Regions from separate parts of the Mus musculus genome. Here region 1 is linked to region 2. Evidence: chromatin contacts called from public HiChIP or PLAC-seq data. All regions are on one chromosome and are shown on one strand. The core of a region is the stretch at or near the end of the contact, and the rest is flanking DNA. Distances in the headings are between cores, read along the strand shown.

Region 1 (5,280 bases), core at 2,470-4,969, 180 kb before region 2:
GACGATTGAGGTTGGTGTATGTGGGACGTTCAATATCCAGGCTGCACAGGCAGATGTCGTAGATGGCTTCATTATCCACCATGAAAGCACAGTCGGAATGTTCCAGTGTTGTGTGCGTGGTCAGGATGGAGTTGTAAGGCTCCACGACAGCTGTAGAAACCTGTGGGGCTGGGTAAATGGCAAACTCCAGCTTGGACTTCTTGCCATAATCCGCTGAGAGCTGCTTCATCAGCAGAGATGCAAACACAGACCCTGTGCTACCTCCAAAGCTGTGGAAGATGAGGAAGCCCTGAAGTCCCGTGCACAGATCGGCCAGTTTTCAGATCCTGTCCAGGACCAGGTCAACAATCTTCTTGCCAATTGTATAACGACCTCTGGCTTAATTGTTGCCAGCATCTTCCTTCCCAGTGATCCGCTGCTTTGGGTGGAAAAGCTGCCAGTAGGTTCCAGTGTGCACTTCATCAACCACAGTTGGCTCCAGGTCCACAAACACTGCTGGGGCACATGCGTGCCAGCTGCAGTCTCACTGAAGAATGTGTTGAATGAGTCGTCTCCCTGATGCCGCCAATGGTTTTGTCGCTTGGCATTTGACCATCATGCTGAATGCCATGTTCAAGGTAGTAGAGTTCCCAGCAGGCATTGCCAATCTGGACACCTGCCTGCCCCATGTGGATAGGGATATACTCATGCATGCTGAACTCCTAGCAGAGCACCTCAACCGATCCTCAGCGCTGCTCCTCAACTGCCGCTTGTGCGCCCCATCCCGGATTTTTAAAGCATCGTAATATGGGTTTATCGTAGACAGCAGAAAGAGGAAATTCTTTTAAGTTTGAAATTTATTAATTTACTTATTTAGGGGCCAAGGTCTCTCTCTAGCCCTGACTCTCCTGGAACTCACTCTCTTGACCAAGCTGGCTTCTAACTCACAGGGTACCTGCCTCTGTTTCCCAAGTACTGGATCTAAAGGCACATGCCATCGTGCCCAGTTTCTTTCTTTTATGTGTATGGGTGTTTTGCTTCCATGTATGTCTGTAGCCCACATGTGTGCAGTGCCCACGGATGTCAGAAGAGGCTGTCAGATCCCCTGTAAGTGGAGTTAGTTATCAGCCATCATGTGGGTCCTCTGGAAAAAAAATCAATGCTCTTAACCTCTTGGCCATCTTTCTAGGCCCAGATTTTATTTCTTGATCTATTCAGCCAGCCTCTGTGCCCTTCCCCCAACCTTGAGCAGGCTGGCTTGGACCTGGCTTGCCACAGTTGTGAGTCCACCTAGGGTGGAGTCTTCCAACCTAGGTAAAGTCTATTGTCCTTTCCTCCAAGACACCACTACCTGCTGAGAGGCTGAACCTGTTCTGACTCTGTCCTGGACAAAGCAGTGATCCTGACAATGAAGCAATGAGATCCTGGCGTGGTGGGGGATGGGCCCCCACCTTACTCCCCACCCTGCCTTTATAAGCTCAGACTCTCAAGTAAACATTGGCCTTGATCAGAGAACTTGACTGGCTCTTTATGTCACTCAAAGCCTTTCTTTCCCATACAAGACCCCATCTTCTTTTCAGGAACCCATAACCCATGGGCTACTACTACAAGCGGCTACAAGCCTCTGCCTTTTGATTAGAGTGTTAAGGCCATTACTATTTAAAGTTACTTTGGAAGGTTGTGCATTGAGTGCATTTCATTGTCTTTTTGCTGTTTGTGTTTTGTTTTGTTTCCTAGACAGGGTTTCTCCGTGTTGCCTTGGCTGTCCTAGAACTTACTTGTGGACCAGGCTGGCCTTGAACTCAGAAATCTGCCTGCCTCTGCCTCCCGAGTGCTGGGATTCAGTGGGATCCAACCACCATGCCCGGCACTGTTTATGTTCTTAGTCATACTTTGTTTTGGTGGTTACATCTTTGTTTTCTTTCTACAGCACCTTGGCTATACTTATTCCTCTCTTCAGGCTGGAGAATTGCTTCCAATATTCTGGGTATGGATTCTTTTAAGCTTTTTTTTACCATTTTTTTTTCCTTTCTCTAACTATGGCAGATAGTTTTGCTAGGTACAACAGTCCAAGCTAGTAGCTGTGGTCTCTTATAACGTGGAATGCATTGCTTCAAGATCTTCTAGCTTTCAACATTTCTATTAAGAAGCCAGATGTTTGGCTAGAGAGATGGCTCAGCGGTTAAGAGCACTGACTGCACTTCCAAAGGTCCTGAGTTCAATTCCCAGCAACCACATGGTGGCTCACAACCATCTGTAATGAGATCTGATGCCCTCTTCTGGCCTGTAGGCATACATGCAGACAGAACACTGTATTCATAATAAATCTTTTAAAAGATGTTGCCAGACAGTGGTGGCACACACCTTTAATCCCAGCTCTCAGGAGGCAGAAGCAGATCTCTGTAAGTTTAAAGACAGACTGGTCTATAGAGTGAATCCCAGGATAGCCATCTCTACACAGAAAAACCCTGTCTCAAAAACCAAACAAAAGCAGCGGTGGCGTATGTCTTTAATCCCAGCACTTGGGAGGCTCTGCAGGTGGATTTCTGAGTTCAAGGACAGCCTGGTTTACAGAGTGAGTTCCAGGACAGCCAGGGCTATATAGAGTAAACCCTGTCTCAAAAAACCAAGTTATTCTTTTTTATATGACTTACATTTTTTTCCCTAGCCATTTTCAATACTCTGTTGTCTACATAGTGTTTTAACTGTGAAATGCCCTGGGGAGTTTTTCTGGTCTCACGTAGTTGATGTGATGTTCTATGCACTCCTTGCATCTGTATGGGTATGTCTTCTGTTAGTTTGAGGAAGTCTTTTATGAACCTGTTGAAAATCTGTTTATTCCATTGACTTAGAACTCTTCTACTTCATCCATACCTATAATCTGAAGATCTAGTCTTTGCATGGCATTCCATAGTTCCTGCATATCCCAGCCCCGCCTCACCCCACCAAGTATGTGTTTCATAATCTTTGTTTGTGTGGTCTGATTCTTCTACTGGATCTTCAAGTCCTAATAGTCTATCTTCTATTTGATCCACTCTACTTGTAAGGGCTTCCCTTGATTTTTCTAGTTGGGGTATTTTAATTCCATCTTCATCCCAGCCTATGTGCTCATCGATATTTCTCTTTATTGGATTCTGTTTTCAAATTCTAGATTGTCATTTCATTCAGAATTATGTTTGTGTTTTCTTGGGCATCATTTCAATGTTTTTTTTTAAAAAATATTTTAAGATCATGTAAGACCTATTTTTTTAAGATTTATTTTATTTATATGAGTACACTGTAGCTATCTTCAGACACACCAGAAGAGGACATCAGATCTCATTACAGATAGTTGTGAGCCACCGTGTGGTTTCTGGATTTGAACTCAGAACCTTTGGAAGAGCAGTCAGTGCTCTTACCCACTGAGCCATCTCTCCAGCTCTCAATGTTTATTCTTTTATTACATTTTCTTTAAGTTCATTGAACTCCTTGTGTTATCTTTGCACTCCTTGACTTCTTTGAAGCTTATGAGTATTCTTTTAGGTTCTGTGCTCTTGGGTTCATCTAGGTAATTCTACAGGATTGGGGGATTGGGGGAGGGGCACATACTGTCTTGATCTTTTATAGTGTTTGTTTTTTCAATGACGCCTGGGCATGCAGACATCTTTTGTTTGTTCTGTGTCAGTTATGGAGTCACCAGGCTGGGCTGCAGTGTAAGATGTATTGGCTCCCATTAGTCCTGGAGGTTGGTTGTGACACAGGCCAAAGTTGTGTGGTGGAAGGTGGGGCTGGGCTGGGCTGGGCTGGGCTGGGCTGGGCTGGGCGGGTAGGCAGGATATGTGTCATGGCCAAATCCTGGCAGTTGGGTATGATGATATGGGTAGAGCAGACCCAGGCTCTACCTGGGAATCTGAGAGCATATGCATAGGATTGAATCAGAGAGATACATCAAGCTTGGCCATAGCTCAAGATGTGCCGGTAGGACTGGGTTTGGAGGTTAGATACGCCAGCGTGGTATGAAGTCAAGTGGTAGGAGGGGAGCCTGTGCTGGCAGGTACAATGTGCCTCCTGGTCAAAAGCTGAGTGTTGGGGACTGTCCAGACTAGGCCAGGTACTGGATATGGGCCCCAGACTAGATCTGGGGTTTGGGGATGGTGTGTGGAGGGGAAGATCAGGTGATGGGCTCACCAGGCTAGGCCCTGGTGCAAGATTAATAAAGAGAGGGACAGTAACACACCTCTGTCCCTGGAACTTCCCAGGCAGTGGGTAAAGCCAGGAAATCAGTCAGGGCCAGAGTGCAGGAGCCATGTGATGTAGACTGAGGAGTGGGGGAGAGGGATGTGCCCCTCCCAGGCTTCTGTGCATTAGCAGGAGAGTCGGTTAGATGCTGTGCTCAAGGGGTGAGGCAGTCTAACAGTTTTAGAGCATCAGCCTGTGGGCTGCAGAGATGATGCAGCAGTTAAGAGTGCGTGCTGCTCTTACAGAAGGCCTGGGTTCAGTTCCCAACAACCATATCAGGTAGTTTACAACTGCCTGTCATGCCAGCAACTCCAGGGCACCTAACGCCTCTTCTGCCTTCTCAGGAGCAAGACATACACACACACACACATACACACACATACACACACACACACACACACACACACACACACTCTCTCTCACACACACACATACACACACACACACTCACACACTCTCTCTCACACACACAAACACACACACACAGTCTCTCTCTCTCTCTCTCTCACACACACACATACACATACATACACACTCTCTCTCGTTCACTCACACACATACACACACACTCTCTCACTCACTCACTCACACACAAACACATACACTCACACACACACACACACACTCACACTCTCACACAAATTTATAAATAATATTTTATTAATAATCTTTAAAAATTAAAAAGGGCTCAATCTGCCTGGGCGTGGAAGTTCATACCTATAATCCTGGCACTTGGGAGGCTGAAGCAGACAAATGGCTGAGTGCTAGATTATGATGGTGCATTTTAGTTGTGAATTGAGGATAAGGGAGCAGCAGGGAGTCTGTCAGGGTGGTGGTCAAATCCCTAAGGGCAAGCTGCAACTTACAGTGGCCAAAGCTAGGGAGGTGGTGAGAGGCTGATTCTTGCTATTGCCACAGAACCTACAGACGGATCAGGCGTGGATTCTAGAGAAGGAATAGAATGCTTACCCAAGGCTAGAGAAGGGAGGCTTTGGCTCCTGATCCCAGGCTTTGACTTCCTGATGAATAGGTTTGTTTGGGGCTTAGGGACAAAGCAGACTGCTCTTGGCAAACCTGGAAAGT
Region 2 (5,010 bases), core at 1,737-4,236:
TTGGAGCTAGCTGGTTTCCCTTTATTCAACTCATTTTAAGTTCCAAGTGAATGTACGACATTACACTGCTCTGAGTTGATCTATCACACACACTCCAACATGACAGAAAGGGAAGGCCGGGAGAACAGATGACTAGTACATGGAAACAGACTGACTTTATTTGTTCTCTCCTGGATACACAACTACCACATGCTTTTCTTCCCTCCAAAGTGCTCTGGAGCAGGACATGGGCATAGTTCCAAAGAAAGTAAGCTTGACACAGGAATCCTATCTTACACACATAAGAACCCCAGTGTCTAGGACAGAGTAAGATGCCTACTTACTGAATTAGTTAATTACTGAAACACACACAACAAAAGAGGAAGAAAGCTGAGAGTGTACAGAAAAAGATGGAAGGAGAAGCTGGCGGGGTGGCATCCACCTGTAATCCCAGCATTCAGGATGCAGAGGCAGGAAGATCGGGAGTTCAAGGCTAACTTTGGCCACATTGTAAATCCGAGGTCCGTCTAGGGTATGTGAGACCCTGTCTCAAACAAATTTTTTTAACTGAAAATTAGACAAGTCCTGCAATCGTGTCTGATACTACAATTATCAGCACCTGTCTTAAAAGAACCATTATAAGCATCTTAAAATGTCTTTTAAAAATTATCTCCCCATTTTGGTTTTCAAAGTGTAACTTCTACTTAAGATATGCAAATTCTAAACTCCACTTCAAAATGAACAGGCATGGTGATTTATGCATGTTATGGGTGAAAAGTGTTGTCCCTACATGATGTAGGCCCTTAGGTTCTTTCTGTTGTACTGAACCTATTGTATAAATAAGCCACAAGCCAGTTGCTGGGAATTGAAAAATTATCTTTCTGCTTTTGTGGTGCTAGGTCCTTACACATGCTAGGCAAGCCTTTATTTACTGAGCTATATCTCCAGCCTGAAAAAAAATTGTTTTTACACTGAAAACCAGGAATTGTGATGGGATCTGACCTATAAGTATTTAATGTCTATCTGGTGAAGCGTGGCCTAATGGCCTACCACAAAGATGAAGGATAAATCAGCTACAGGGCAGTAATAGCCTCAAGAAGACACCTTTGGTCGGTCATTCCTGTCTAGCATCAAGGTTGGAATGATATACACATAGCCATGGTTTTCCAAATGGATTAATTCTTTAATGATAATAGGGATATGGTTCAGTGGATATGATCCAGGAGGATATGACATCAACTTCCAGGCTTCCACATGCATGTTCATACATGTGAACACACAAGAGCATGCAAAGACCTGAACACACATACACCATAGAAGGATAGGATGATCATGGGTTACCTGGCTACCACCAACCTCATTCTAAGATAAACTACAAATGCTGAGAGATGCAAGGCAAGGTCGTTTAAGATTGGAATATGATGGATGGCACGTGTAGAACCAGAGATGGGATTCAGTGTGTGTTCTCACCTTCTGAGCCTTCTCTCCTGGCCCTACTGTCAGCTCTTAATACATTATAGACATGGCCAGACTCGGTGGCTCCGTCTGTAATTCAAGTACTGGGAAGCTGAGGCTTAAAGGCCAGCCTGAGCTACACAGCTCAAAATATCAAAAAGAGATATATATGTGTATAAAATGTGTGACCAGGACTAGGAAGAGAACTAATAAAAAGGAGTCTGAGCAAAGCTATTCTTCTAAAATAATGACAGGTCAATTGATTAATCAATTTAATATGCAAAAAAAAAAACCTATTCCGAAGTTTTTCAGAAAAAGAAACATGAACTGCACTAAATGTCAGAAACCAAAGAAGACTGCTCATAGCCAGCAAATCTCCACAGGCTCATTTCCTGTTTAAGTATGACCTCCTGGGATAAGTTTTACTGCAGTGTTCATTACCAAAGAGATGACTGTGGTTTTTGGGTTTTTTTTTTTTTTTTTTTTTTTTTTTAAAGAGAAGCAGAGGTCAAGTTGGGAATGTGATTCTTAGAAGACAAGAAAGAGGGGGGTGGGTTGGATGGGAGAGTAGAAAGGGAACGTGGGTGGGGTGTGTGTGTGGTAGGATTCGAAAGGGGAAAGGGGATTCTTAAACAGAGAAGAGAGAGGGAAAGAGTCGAGAAAGAAAAGGAAAGTAAAAATTGGGGCTGTTTCCCATTTCTGTTTGTAATCAGAATGCAGACTTGCGGAGGAAACGCATCAACTTCTGTAAGCGAAGATACAACGACCCAGTCACGTCCTCAAAACAAACCCGCATCAGCTTCACAGCTGGCCCCAGCTGTGCTGCACAGGAGCCAGAAACTTATTCTAAGGCAGGGCAGAGCAGATAAGCAAAATGGCCAATGCAAGACACCAGATTTCAATCACAAAAAGGGTGTGTCCCAAGTTTTGTGGGTTTCCTCTCATCCAACAACAGCCAGGCAGCGAGATGAAGGCTGGGGTAGAGGGGCGGCAAGGCAAGGCGCTTCTCAGACAGCTTCCCAGCTACGCCGGTTCCGGAGCACCGGCCGGTCCCAAACCCAGACAGCCAAACCCCAAACCCTACGTAGACAGTCCCGAACTCCAGGAGACCGGTCTCAAATACTAGTGGCGGCCCCGAATCCCAGGCGGCCGGTTCCGAACCCCTGCTGGCCGGCCACAAGTGACTCAACCCCAGCCCAGAGCCTGCGCGCCTGGCCGCGGGCGACACCCAGCACAGCTCGCCGTCCCAGAACGGCCCGGCACCCTCTGCTCTCTAGCGAGGCCCGCGGGCAAGGCGCAGGAAGCACAGCCGCTCCCTTCTTAGTCGCCCAGGCCGGAGCGACCCGCTGCCGCGCCCGCCGACGGACTTCCTGGAAAGCACTGGGCTGAACTCACCTGTCTGGCCGCCGACCCACTGCACAGTCCGCAAGGTTTGAATCGCTCTTCCCGGCGCCCACACTCCGCGGTGCCTCAAGTTCAGGGAGTTGCCGAATCCTCCCGCCAGCTGCCCCTAAACCCGACCGCGCTGTCTGTATTGCTGGTTCCCCTTCACTGTCCCCTCCCACGCGCGTGCGTACTCGTGGGGCAGACTGCATGCTGGGAGTTGTAGTTCAAGGGAGAAGGGTGCGGCTCCATACATACGGACCTGGTCCTTTACAATGGGAAGGGTGTTGTTATAAGAGGGTACAGACACTAGGCTGAGAAAAATGCTTTCTGCTCCTGTATATGTACCTGCCCGTGACCCTCTGGAAGGTAGAAAGCCTATCTATAGGCTTTTTTTTTTTTTTTTTTTTTTTTTTTGGGTAATACATTTCCTTCTTGCATGGTGGGCCTTTTGTAAACAAATAATACAGAGTAAGGCTTTTCTTAATCCCTTGGTTACTAATGGGAGAGCGTGATAATGGGAAAGCCTTTCAAACTTGTCATGGAAGACAGATAAAAGCTAAGGAACTGGGATCGTAGCACAGTTGGTAGGGTGCTTACACAAGCATACACAAAGCCCTAGATTTAATTCCAAATAATGTATAAATTGGATGTGGTGTTACATGCCTGTAATCTCAGATCCCAGCAATTGAAGCAGAGGGAGGGGTACCAGAAGTTTATCAGTCAGTTACATACAGAGTTCAAGGCCAGTCTGGGCTACATGAGGTTTTTTTGGTTTGGGTTTTGTTTTGTTTTGTTTTGTTTTGTTTTGTCTTTTTAAAGCAATTTATGGCAGAAAAGGTCATAAATCGCACCAAGGTGTGGTGCCTCTAACTAAACAAAGGAGTAAAGGTGAGAAGCAGAGATATATTTCATTAATGCACACACCTAGGAAAGGATCAGATAAAGAAGTCAATAAGCCCATATGAGCTTTAGATTTAAGCAGAGCAACTGGGGCAGGAAGCATTCTTGTATGTATAATTGAGCAATCCTGGTCACAATGTGTCCTGGCTGGTCATTCTTTAAGACTGGTTCTGCAAGTTGTTCCCAAGAGTCCCTTTTGCCTGAGGGGGCAATGTCATTCTCAGAGGATAAGTGCTCATGTTCCAAGATGCATCCTCCCCACCATGGATGGGATGGGTAACTGACCATTTTCATGGAATCCAAAGTGACCACAGGTGCCTTTGAGGAGTAATTGTAAAAGCTGACTCTAAGATGTCTCTCATACTTTAGTTTTATGCCTTTATCCTGAAGGACCATGAGAGAAGTCCTTGAATGGTAAATATGTCCACATGCAGAGGTACCTAGGCAACCCAAAACAGGAAGGCAGACACAAAATGAAAGCATAGATGTTAGGGGTTACTCTGTTTTTAGTTATCTTATGGGTCCAAGCAAGGCAGTGGTTTTTAACAGATGCTGTTTCTAATCACCTGGTAGACAGCATGTGCCCATTTTCCTGCTCCATCCCATCTTCCCGTTCCAACTTTGTGTTCTACAACAGGCAGTGCGATTAGGCTAATGTGAGAGAGAGTAAACTGGAGAAGCAACTAGTCAAAGGAGGGAAAGGAGGGGATGGAGTTAGGTGAAGATGACCTTGGAGGACCGTTTAATGATGTTCTGCATAATGGGCATGATTGGCACGGGCATCAGCAGCATGGGCATCTGCATGGGCATCAGCATGGGGCATGGGCATCGGCATGGAGATCAGCATGGGCATCGGCACGGGGCATGGGCATCAGCACGGGCATCGGCACGGGGCACAGGCATCATCATGAGCATCAGCACGGACATCAGCATGGGTAGGAATCGTGTTCTATCTTGATAATTAAAAAAAAAAAAAAGAAAAAAAGCAGCCCAGAAGAGGACTGGAGAGCATGCTTGAGGTACATTCCAGTTACACCCAGAATAGGGAGTCACCCAATGGTTAGTTTCTCCTGGCATCTATTTCTGGCATCTACTTCTTCCTCTCAGGGCGGGAGCACCCCTGGTTAAGTAAACACTCCGGATTTGTGCTGCTGACACTCACTGAATATCACGGATAATCTGGAAAATCTCAATCTCTTTCTCTCTCTCTCTCCCTCCCTCCCTCCTTCCCTCCCTCCACTCTTTTCTCTCCCTCCTCTCCTCTCTTTCTTCTTCTATATCTTCTTTCTT

Evidence for each region. HiChIP or PLAC-seq counts read pairs in DNA pulled down with a chosen protein or histone mark.
Region 1: a contact with region 2 is called in a FOXA1 HiChIP or PLAC-seq map of pancreatic cancer cells. The contact joins the enhancer-like site here to the promoter of Tmod3 in region 2. A contact is called at or near these places in 5 of 39 promoter capture datasets (the 3T3-L1 cell line, erythroid cells, liver and 1 more), 9 of 484 Hi-C or Micro-C datasets (B cells, the C2C12 cell line, bone marrow-derived macrophages and 5 more), 1 of 115 datasets of contacts at active chromatin or transcription factors (pancreatic cancer cells) and 1 of 9 other capture datasets (liver).

What each region holds. Positions count from the first base shown.
Region 1 is chr9:75,375,257-75,380,536 of GRCm38.p6, forward strand. It overlaps the pseudogene Gm5366. Among named protein-coding and RNA genes, the nearest start is that of Bcl2l10, 30 kb to the left of the region's middle. Within about 2 kb of position 3,720, at least 32 of the 459 cell types and tissues checked have an H3K27ac peak or open chromatin away from gene starts, as enhancers often do. A contact at or near this core is called in pancreatic cancer cells, where this site is marked.
Region 2 is chr9:75,556,671-75,561,680 of GRCm38.p6, forward strand. It overlaps Tmod3 (tropomodulin 3), which reads right to left and starts at 2,987. Exons shown (of 10, transcript NM_016963.2): 1 at 2,830-2,987.